Linked DNA regions of Mus musculus: region 2 is linked to region 1. Evidence: chromatin contacts called from public ChIA-PET data. All regions are on one chromosome and are shown on one strand. Each heading gives the region's core, a stretch centred on a gene start, on an enhancer-like site or on the middle of the called end of the contact. The rest is flanking DNA. Distances are from core to core; before and after follow the strand shown. Region 1 holds the start of Trmt1l (tRNA methyltransferase 1 like). Region 2 overlaps Niban1 (niban apoptosis regulator 1).

Region 1 (4,969 bases), core at 2,117-4,616:
CAGTAATTTAAAACCTTAAGAATTCAAATTCAATTTTTGATGCTGCCATCATTCGTCCCATCTCTGCTCCCTCACATTCTCAGTCCCTCATTCACTCGTGCGTAAAATCTTTCCTTTTTTGCCTTTTTTTCTTTTCTTTTCATTCTTTTTTCGAGGCAGGGTTTCTCTGTGTAGTTCTGGCTGTCCTGGAACTCACTCTGTAGACCAGGCTGGCCTCAAACTCAGAAATCCGCCTGCTTCTGCCTCCCGAGTGCTGGGGTCAAAGGCATGCGCCACCATGCCCGGCTCTTTTTTGCCTTTCTTACAGTAAACAATAAAAGGGCAGCAGTTGTACTTGATTCATCTTTCTGATGACTAACGGTCAAGTTCAGGAACTGCTACTCAGCAGACACTGAGGATAGTTAAAGTTTTTAAAAACCATTAGCTGTTTTGAATGTAGTAGCACATTTTTATCACTGATTCTGGGATCTAACACCATCGGACGATTCTGCTCAAATGACAGTTTTCTAAGCAAAAGCAAGGAGTGACAAACATCATTGTATTACTGTCTTTATACTTTTCTTTCTTGAGATAGGAGCTCACTATATAGCTACGACTCTTCTGGAACTATGTAGCCTATGCTGGCTTCAAACTCATTATCCTCCTACTTCAGCTTCTCAAATTCGGGAATTACAGATATGAGCTTGATAAACTTCATATACTAGGCTTTGTTCAAAAACTTAGAATAAAATACAGGCCCAAAAAAGTAACTTAGTTTTTAGTTCGGATAGTGATGGTCCAAAAAGAATTCATTTATACAAACTAAACTACCACATTTGAAATCGAGAAAGGTTCTGTTTCATAGTTCAGGCATGTATGTGCAATAGGATATATAATGCTGCATAAAAGATATGCCTCCTGGATTATTCTGTTAGGCAGTACAATATAAGAGGATCCTAATAAAATTAATAAGTTAGAAAAAGAAAACTGAAAATTATCTAGTCCACTATTGAAGGAAAATTTCAAAACCTGTCTGAAAATTCTTTTTATATCTTTCTAATCTTTTCTGGTTCAACATGGTAATATCATTCTGTATTTAAACACTCTTTTTTTTTTTTTTTTTTTTTTGGTTTTTCAAGACAGGGTTTCTCTGTGTAGCCCTGGCTGTCCTGGAGCTCACTTTGTAGACCAGACTGGCCTTGAACTCAGAAATCCACCTGCCTCTGCCTCCCGAGTGCTGGGATTAAAGGCGTGCGCCACCACGCCCGGCACACTCCTTTTTTTTTTTTTTTAAATAGCATACTCATAATCAATAAAGTAAACCTGTTAAATCAGACAAACCCAATATACTAGAAGGTTCTTTCACAATTTCTTCTGTTACTTTTTCCTCAAATTTCAATTCTATTTCAGAATCACCATTTTCATCTTGCCTAGCTGCTACTGCCTTCAAAGGACTAACTAGATCTGAAAATACATTTTCAAAGGATTAGTGCGTGTTTAAAGGTTTCAACAGCACAAATTCTTCACAGTAGAAATTTGTAATTGTTGTAGCACATATAATCAAATGTTTGCAACCCTCTTCCCCTAAGACAGACTTTTGGGACAATGTCTCCCTAGGCAGCTCAGGTTGATCTCCAAGCTACCAGGCCTGCCTGAATCTCTGGAGTGTTAGGATTACAGGCATACATACCATGAGGAGTCACTATGCCCCATGAGGCATTTTAAGGCATTAAAATGGTGAAGAAGTAAAGAAGCATTCCCCAAACAGCTGAACTATGTCCGATTTAAACATGATCAGGTGGGTGGTAGCTATTCCCTTAACAGTGTAAAAGTCCCTATCCATCAGGTTGTATGTAGAGGGAGAAAAGGCCTTGTTTTGCACTAAAAGCTGTGATCCCAAATGATGAGTCTACTGGATGATTTTTGTCTTTCCTGGGATCAATTCTGCTGCTCTTGAATGTGGTTGTAGAACTGCAAAATAATTCTCTTAGATTATGACTGTTTTATGTACATTTAACCCCCAACTGGCCTAGAAATATGAATTAATTCCTCACGCGATAATTCAGAAGGAGTATAAAGATCCATTTATGGACCACAGATTTGTTGAAAAAAAAAACAAAACTCGTTGAATTTTTTTTTTTTAGGCCCGCTGTGCAAAATGTTAAGAAGATCCTTAAAATGCTAATAATTATCAGTCTTATGTTTCTTATATGAACCGAAAAACCACCACTCGGAACATGTATAAACACATTCAGAAAATAAAAATATGGGCTATACGTTTTCACGATCGTTGTCCTTTGGAATGAAGTACAAAGCTCAATTAGTATTTGGCAGATACAAGAGACGGAGTTTCTATTCTCGGGAGCAAAGTATACTCCAGCAATGAGACAAATCCATCAGTGTGTATAAGTCCTGACTGAAAAATGCTTTCAGTTTCTCAATCTTGATCTACTACTACCTTAGTACCTCCATTACTGTAACACAGTGGAAAGTTTTAAAACTATTGTAGACTGGGTTGAGATGGAAACTACTAAAGACACTAACGGACACAGCCACTAATTTCATTGTTTATTTTTCTCTGCCTCACGCCTGGCCTTCATATATCCTTCAGGATGATATCCTCGAGGTTTATGGAAGAAGTATCCCTTTCCATGCTGTATTCCTTTTACTCTTACCTGCCGCTCTGGTTCCTCCTCCTCCTCCCATTTTTCTAAATTTGCCTTTCCACATTAAAAAAAACACCCTGGAGAAGGGCCTCCCCTATTCCCCAGCGAGGCATGGTTTCTCGCTTCTCTGCGGCAGAGAGATCAGGCCGTCTGCACTTACTGCTTTCAGCCTCCTCGGGGACAGAGGCTAGGGACGGGGACAGGGCCGGAGCCGGGGCCGGGGCAAGGGCTGGGGCTGGATCCGAGTCCGGCGTCGGAGCCGAGTCCAGAGCCGTATCTGCGGCCGGAGCTGGGACCGGAGCCGAATCCGGGGCCCGGGTCGGGACCCTGACCTGGGCCTCCTCCTTCTCCTGGGGTAGCAGCTCCTCCTCCGCCATATTCTCCATAGTTACGGCCTCCGAGCCAGGGGACGCGGAGGGGACTCGCGGCGGAGTGGGTTAATAGACGTTAATGCACACAGGGCTGGATCCAAGGGCGGGGAAGCAATTGGGAAGGCTGTACGCGTGCCACAGACAAACGGCGGAGCTCCAGTGACCCAACCCTGTCAGCAGAAAAACTGAAAGCCAGAGGCAGCGGTTCGACCCTTCGCCGGCTTCCCCTTCCCCGAGGCGTTACGACGCCACCACAGACTGCGCAGAAGCGTGTGGCGGACAGTGTCCAATGAGGAAAAAGAGTTCCGTTTCCTCGGTACGTCCTCTGCATCACTGGCCGCCACCGAACCGAAATAAGACTACAACACCCAGGAGGCATCGCGCCTCATGGGCGGTGCTCAGTTCCGGTCCTTGGAGGAAACACACACAGAGCGCCGAGAACTCTAGAATTGCCTGGAGCGTTCGGCTCCTGGCGGGGGTCCGAGTACAGAACTACATTTCCCAGTGTGCAGCGGGCTCTGGGAAGGCGCTTTGGGTGTCCGACTGGTCCGGGGAATCGCCACTGTCGCTGTGGCTGCTGCTGCCGCGGACTCAGGTAAGTTAGGGTATTCCGGGCGCGTGGACATCTCTCTGGGCGACAGCTTTTCACTGCTGGCCTCCTGTACCCGGACGTCGGTCGGGCTCGGGACCCGCGAGCTGAGGTCTGGGCCGGGCGACTGCGGGGGCTGGTCGGAGGTCGGCCGGCTCGTGGAGTGTGTGGCCGGGTTGCTCCAGCTGGACCTGAGGCGGTGGGGGGACCGATGGCGGCTTGTGTGGGGGTGGGCCGAGGCAGTTTATGAATCCCAGAAGCACTTTTCTGTCAGCCCCCTGAGGTAGAGTCCTGACTCCGCTCTCCACAACTTTCCCCCCCACAACTTGCGACCCGGACGCTCTTCACTTTTTCAATTTTGCCTCTAGGTTAAGGATAGCAGAATAGGCGCGGTGTGGTTGTAGGAGATTGTTTTGCAGTTTTGACCTGTTTTGTTTTGTTTTTTTTTAGGCTTTTACTAACAAATGTATCACTTTGATGCATTTCAGATTCTCTAAGGAATATGGCCAGGGAATCCTCTGCGCCTCAAGTTTTATAAATATATATATCCTGGACTTGTTTATCACCGAAGTCTTATTTGTTCTCTTCACTTTATTTCTAATAAGCACACTGGAGCAGACTGGAAAAACAAAACAAAAACAACCCAAATTGATCTTTCTTTCAGGTTGCCTGCTTCGGACTGTCTTGAGCGTTTAAGGCAAGAGGGGAGGTTCTCAGGTTTTTTTCCTCTGTTGGGAAACCATAGGAGACGGTGTGTGATTGTTTGTTACTTTGAAATGCTGTCTGGAAGTTTTGCTCTCTCATTGTCCTTCCTAGTTGGAGTGTTTGAAGGTGTTTTTCCTTCCCCAGTTTAACGTAAACTTTGTCCCCACCAGTCTTTTGCAAGTTCTAAAGCCCTTAAGGGCTACGAATGTACTTATCTCAGTGGTAAAGTATTTGCTTAGCTCCTTAGCTTAAAGGTCAGAAGCCTGGCCCCACAAGACGACTGAAGGCCTTTTAACCGCTTTTGGACTAGGATTCCTATGTGGGGAGTTAACTATTTAACGATTAAAAGTGAGACAATAGCACCTATTACAACCTGTAGAAATGGTAACTAGGACCAGAGAGATTGTTCAGTGGTTTAGGTCACCTGCTTTTCTTGCGGAAGACTCTTATCAGTTCCCAGCCATCCACTTGACAGATGGAAACCATCTGTAACTCCAGGTCCCAGGGATTTGATGCCCTCACAGAGACTTGAATGCAGACAAAACACATAAAGCACATAAATACATAATATATTAAAAAAAAAGAAATGGTATTATTTTTAATTGACAGAACACCTCACCCCACCTCACCCCTCCCTCTGCCTTTGGTATTCATAACAG
Region 2 (5,023 bases), core at 624-3,123, 260 kb before region 1:
CTGAGCTACAAGCCAATACCTTAGGGCTAGCCTGAGCTACACGCTGAGACCCTGTCCCTCAAAACAACAACAAAACCCAAACCAACAGAGCACACTCACTGAAGTCACACTATGCCCTAAGGGCAGAGCACTGTGCTTCTTCTCAGACTAGAAGCTGTAAGAAGGGGTAAGACTGAGGAAGGGCCTGTAGTGGTGGCACACGCCGGTAGGATTTGCTGAAGGAGGCAGAAGCAGGAGGATCACGAGTTCGAGGCCAGCCTGGGCTACACATTTTAAGCCGGGTGGTGGTGGTGCACGCCTTTAATCCCAGCACTTGGGAGGCAGAGGCAGGTGGATTTCTGAGTTTGGGGCCAGCCTGGTCTACAGAGTGAGTTCCAGGACAGCCAGGGCTACACAGAGAAAACCTGTCTCAAAAAACCAAAAAAAAAAAAAAAAAAAAAAAGACTGAGGAAGGATGCCCCTCCCAAAGGCAGGCCCTGTGTCTGACTGGACCCTTGGCCCCGGGGCCCTGTGTTACTGAAACACTGTAGGTGAGTGTGTCTACCTAGGGCCCCATTCAAGATATCTTGAATAAAGACCAGTCTAGAAGGAATAGACAAGACCAAGGGAAGTTTTCTGGTCTTAGAACCAAGCAGCCTGGGAAGGACGAGATGTTCCCACCCGCCTGGTTAATTTAAAGGCAAATAAATACCTCATACCTGCAGCTACTTGACATTTTTGCAGATTTTTTTTTCTCATGAGTTCATCTGATAGTGCTCGTAGCTCATATTGACAAGTAGAAAATGCGTTGATGCTTTTACCAAGCATACAAACATTTTCACCTAAACAGCCTGCCAGGAAATTTATTCTGAGACACTGCTCTGCCTGGACCTCTGCCTAAAACAACCATCACCACGAAAGCTTGCCACACTCGTGTGAGTCATTACTACTAAGAGAGCAATATAAAAGGAGTCACTTAGCTCTTTTGCACTTTCTGTAGCACTTAGTGCATGTTAGCCCAAAGGATAAAGTAGACAGAAAGCATACACACACACACACACACACACACTGAAACACTCAACCCCACAAAAGTTCTACTAAATTCTTGTTTTCAGTGGAAAGAAATGTGAACTGACATACGATTAAGACTTTAAGTGAGGGACTGGAGAGATGGCTCAGTGGTTAGGAGCACTGGCTGATCCTCAAGGGGACCAGAGTTCAATTCACAATTCAAATACACAATTGTCAGTAACTCCCGCTCCAGGGAATCCAACGCTCTCACACAGACACACATGCAGGCAAAATACTAATACATTTAAAATAAAAATAAATTAAAGATTTTAAGTGGAGGAAAATACGAAGCAAGTGGCCTAGGCAGGAGATGAAATAACGTTGCTGACTGCATAAGTCACTTAGCTGTTCTGTGCCTCCCAGTTCCCTCGTGCACACTGTCCTTTCCACTCTGCAAGACTGCCAAGACACGCTTAGGGTTTGAACATTACACAATACCACACAGGAACATTTTAATACAGGTCTCTGTATTAAATATCTGTTAAATATTAAGTATGTTGTCTACTTGCTAGGCCAGGCAGTTTATTTCTGTTTCTTATGCTTTGGGTTTTCTTTGGTGCATTAAAGTATTGTAAATATTTCAACTTCTCAAAGTCTTAAATGGATCCACTTCCGCAAACTATCGGACACTAAGAATTGTTTGAAATTCTAAAGTGTTCTCGGGTTGGAAATATACAAGTACATGTGTGGACGTGTAAGAACACACTCGACACAGAGCCCTTTGGCTCATAACCAAAACAACAAAAGACACTCCTAGCATTGTAAACAAACTGCTCTCACAGACTTTGCGACCTAACTAAGCACTGTGGGCTGTCCTCCTGAAGGCCAGGGCTGGTAGTCTTCATGTGAACTATAGCTCATTGACTCAACGCTTTTAGACAGCTCAGGGAAATGCCTTGGAAACCACATCCTCTATTTGTGCAACTTTCATTATATGGCCTTGACCCCTGTCACACAGATGAGAGAGGATCCACAGCTCCGAGGCCCATAGTACCTGGACTTCATCCCCGGTGGTCATTTCCCATGAGCCGTAGTGACCCTTCTCCTGCCGGAAGAACTGCACAGCTTCTAAAAAGGCTTGGGCTTCAAATGTTGTCTGCTTCATGTAATCTAAAAGAAAGAAAAGGGGCACTTCATAAAGACATGTTATTTTGCATTCTTCTGTGGTTCTTCAAGTATGACGGGCCAATTCTCTATCATAAGGCACGAGAACACAGGACAGTAAGCAGGCAGTCTGGTAGGAGCTCATTTGTAAGTGTCTACCACAATGCTTACTCTCCCTCCAAGAATCCCATCACTTACTGAAGGAAGTGGTGGGGACCGTCATTACTTCCCCCTCTCTCCCCCTACACCTCCCTGTTTCTCCCTCCCTGCCTCGCCTCAAACTCTGTCCCTGGGCATCCAAGGACTGCATGCCACCAATAAGAAACCTCTCCTATGAGTCATCTGTTGTGATGCAGCTGAGCCCAAACTAAAGTCCAGTTTCTTTGTGAGCTGATGTCAGCCCTCTCTGTCAAAAGTAGCTAGTGTCTACATAGTCTGCTAATTCATGCGTATGAAAATGGCAATAGCTGGCACATAGCAAGATGCCGTTTATTTAAGGACATCACCCATTTCATTGAGAACTGACAGAAATTCCAGAGGGAAGTATCGTTATCACCTCATCTGACAGATGAGTCTGACAAGGTAGAGAAAGCAGAATTAACTGCCTATGGTCACACAGCTAGTGAGTGGAGGGTCCCGCTGAGAACTGGGTAGGTGTCTGACTCTGCATCCCACCTTGATGAGTTTGTTCCTGCATCTGAGAAATAACACATCACCAGAAAGGAGTGACTGTCTGTATAGTGGTGGGATTTAAGGTTTGGAGACGGCAGCTGGGGCTGAGGAACCTGCCTGGAATTCTGAAAGCCACATTGTGCGTCTTCCTGCCAGGTGGTAGTGGCACACACCTTTAATCCCAGCACTAAGGAGGTAGAGGCAGGCAGATCTCTGTGAGTTCCAGGCCAGCCTGACCTACAAAGCAAGTTCTAGGACAGCCAGGGCTGTTACACAGAGAGATCCTGTCTCGAACCCCTCCTACCCCGCAAAACCAAAACCAAAACCAAAACAAAACAAAACACAAAACCCCCAGAACATTATGTGTCTTCCTTCGTAAAACTAGCTTGTGGCCTTCTTTCTTTAGCTTCAGGTTTGCCGAGGGACTCCTCCTGTAGCCCAGCATCCTGACTACCTAGTGCAGGCTGGCCTAGAACTCACAATCCTGCCCCAGCCTCCTCAGTGGATGAGCCATCGCTCCAGCTAAAGCTAGCTCTCAGAGAAGGAAATGATAACAGAATGATAGAGGTTTCGATGTGGAAAATGAACTCAAAAATAATCTTGGACCCGCAAGATGGTTTAGAAAGCGGTGTTTCTCAACCTTCCTAATGCTGCGACCCTTTAATGCAGTCCCTCATGGTGTGCGACCCCCCCAACCTTAAATTTATTTTTGTTGCTACTTCATAACTGTGATTTTGCCACTGTTATGAACTGTAAGGTAGTTATTTTTGGAGACAGAGGTTTGCAGAGCGGGTCTCGAGCCGCAGTGGAGAACACTAATAAAGGTGTTCACTGGTAACCTTGACGGCCTGAGTTCAATTCCTGGGACTTGCACAGTTGAAAGAAAGAACCAACTCCTGCACGCTGTCCTCTGACCTATGCCATGGCACATACACATTCACACATATACATCCAATAAATCGGCAAATAAATGTAATTTAAAAAAAATCTAACCAGGCACTTTCGGGAGTAGAGCTCACTGTGGTAGAGTGTGCACTTAGCATGCATTGGTCTTAAGTTTGGTAAGTTTCATGCCCAGTAAACACACACACACACACACACACACACACACACACACCTAATCAAATTGTCAAGAAATCCATACCTAGAAAGGGAAAATGAAGGGGTAAACAGCAAGCCTCCACTGCAATAGGGCACACAGCTCTCTTGCTAGAAACTATAATCTACAGATAACTATAATCTACAGATAATTTATAATCTGTGTGTGGGGGCTCTATTAGAATGTAGGCAGCAGGGTCACTGCAGGGAGAGGCGGCATCATAGCTTTAGACCATCAGAATTACTCAGTCAACGTTAAATGGCTGACTGGGCGTAACTTAAGAGAATCAGTCGGCCTTGGCAGGTGACGATCAGCTAGCAGGTTATGGATTACCTCCTTTGAGGTTTTCTAGATTATAAAGCAGCAGGCGCTTAAAAGAGAAAACTCAGTTTCGGGCATAGCGTCTACAAGAGCTAAACACTCTCCATAGTGAGAGTACCAGGAAGCAATCCTAGGACACCTTCCACATTACAGAAGAACTGGCCTCTCATCAACATCGACACAGAGACTTGCTCAAAATGGAAAAAACTGGGAAAATGGCCCGTCCCACAAATCGAGTTTTCTAATTGAAGTATCTTCTTTCGTGTTATTTTTCTTGGCTTGGCAACCCACTCAGTGTTTAACCTCAGAGGATTAGAAAACGAAAATTAAGGTGGTCCTTAAAATTTTTGCTTTCCCCACAGTGTGTTCTCCCCACAGTGGGACTGTGATACGGGGCTCGGCACACTGGGAAGGACTGGACAGGGCGAGATGGAAACTGTAATTACCACGTGGAGATTCCAGATGACTCATGCACTCTTATTTTTAACAGCTGTTTTCATTTCCAATCTACGGAAACAGAGAGGGGAAAAAATGTGACTGTGGATGCGGATGGGGTGGGTATGGCCAGAGCTGCCAGCCAAGGAGCGAGGGTTTCAGTTCCTTGGTGCTTTATGAGCAGTTCAGCTGACCTCAGAAACTGGAGGAGAGAGTTTATATCCTGTCCACAGCCGGCTATGTCTATGTCCAAACAAGCTGGCCTGTGCATGGACAAGTGTAGCACTAAAGATATGGGGTGGGAGGGGGGAAGAAAATAGAATTTGGAGACAATGATATTAG

What was found. ChIA-PET counts read pairs in DNA pulled down with a chosen protein or histone mark.
Region 2: a contact with region 1 is called in an RNA polymerase II ChIA-PET map of memory CD8 T cells, with 121 read pairs. The contact joins the enhancer-like site here to the promoter of Trmt1l in region 1. A contact is called at or near these places in 14 of 39 promoter capture datasets (the 3T3-L1 cell line, 3T3-L1-derived adipocytes, the HPC-7 cell line and 9 more), 1 of 15 datasets of contacts at CTCF or cohesin (embryonic stem cells), 4 of 484 Hi-C or Micro-C datasets (LSK cells, embryonic stem cells and muscle stem cells), 27 of 115 datasets of contacts at active chromatin or transcription factors (the 230-238 cell line, the HPC-7 cell line, the SCID.adh cell line and 17 more) and 2 of 9 other capture datasets (adipose tissue and liver).

Annotation. Positions count from the first base shown.
Region 1 is chr1:151,426,939-151,431,907 of GRCm38.p6, reverse strand. Trmt1l (tRNA methyltransferase 1 like) reads right to left here and starts at 3,366. Exons shown (of 15, transcript NM_026876.4): 1 at 2,806-3,366. The coding sequence starts at 3,031. It overlaps Swt1 (SWT1 RNA endoribonuclease homolog (S. cerevisiae)), which reads left to right and starts at 3,473. Exons shown (of 20, transcript NM_025819.4): 1 at 3,473-3,611.
Region 2 is chr1:151,686,656-151,691,678 of GRCm38.p6, reverse strand. Niban1 (niban apoptosis regulator 1) reads right to left here. Exons shown (of 14, transcript NM_022018.3): 6 at 2,045-2,160. Among named protein-coding and RNA genes, the nearest start is that of Gm41969, 48 kb to the left of the region's middle. Within about 2 kb of position 1,873, at least 118 of the 459 cell types and tissues checked have an H3K27ac peak or open chromatin away from gene starts, as enhancers often do. A contact at or near this core is called in the HPC-7 cell line, LSK cells, the SCID.adh cell line and 5 more, where this site is marked.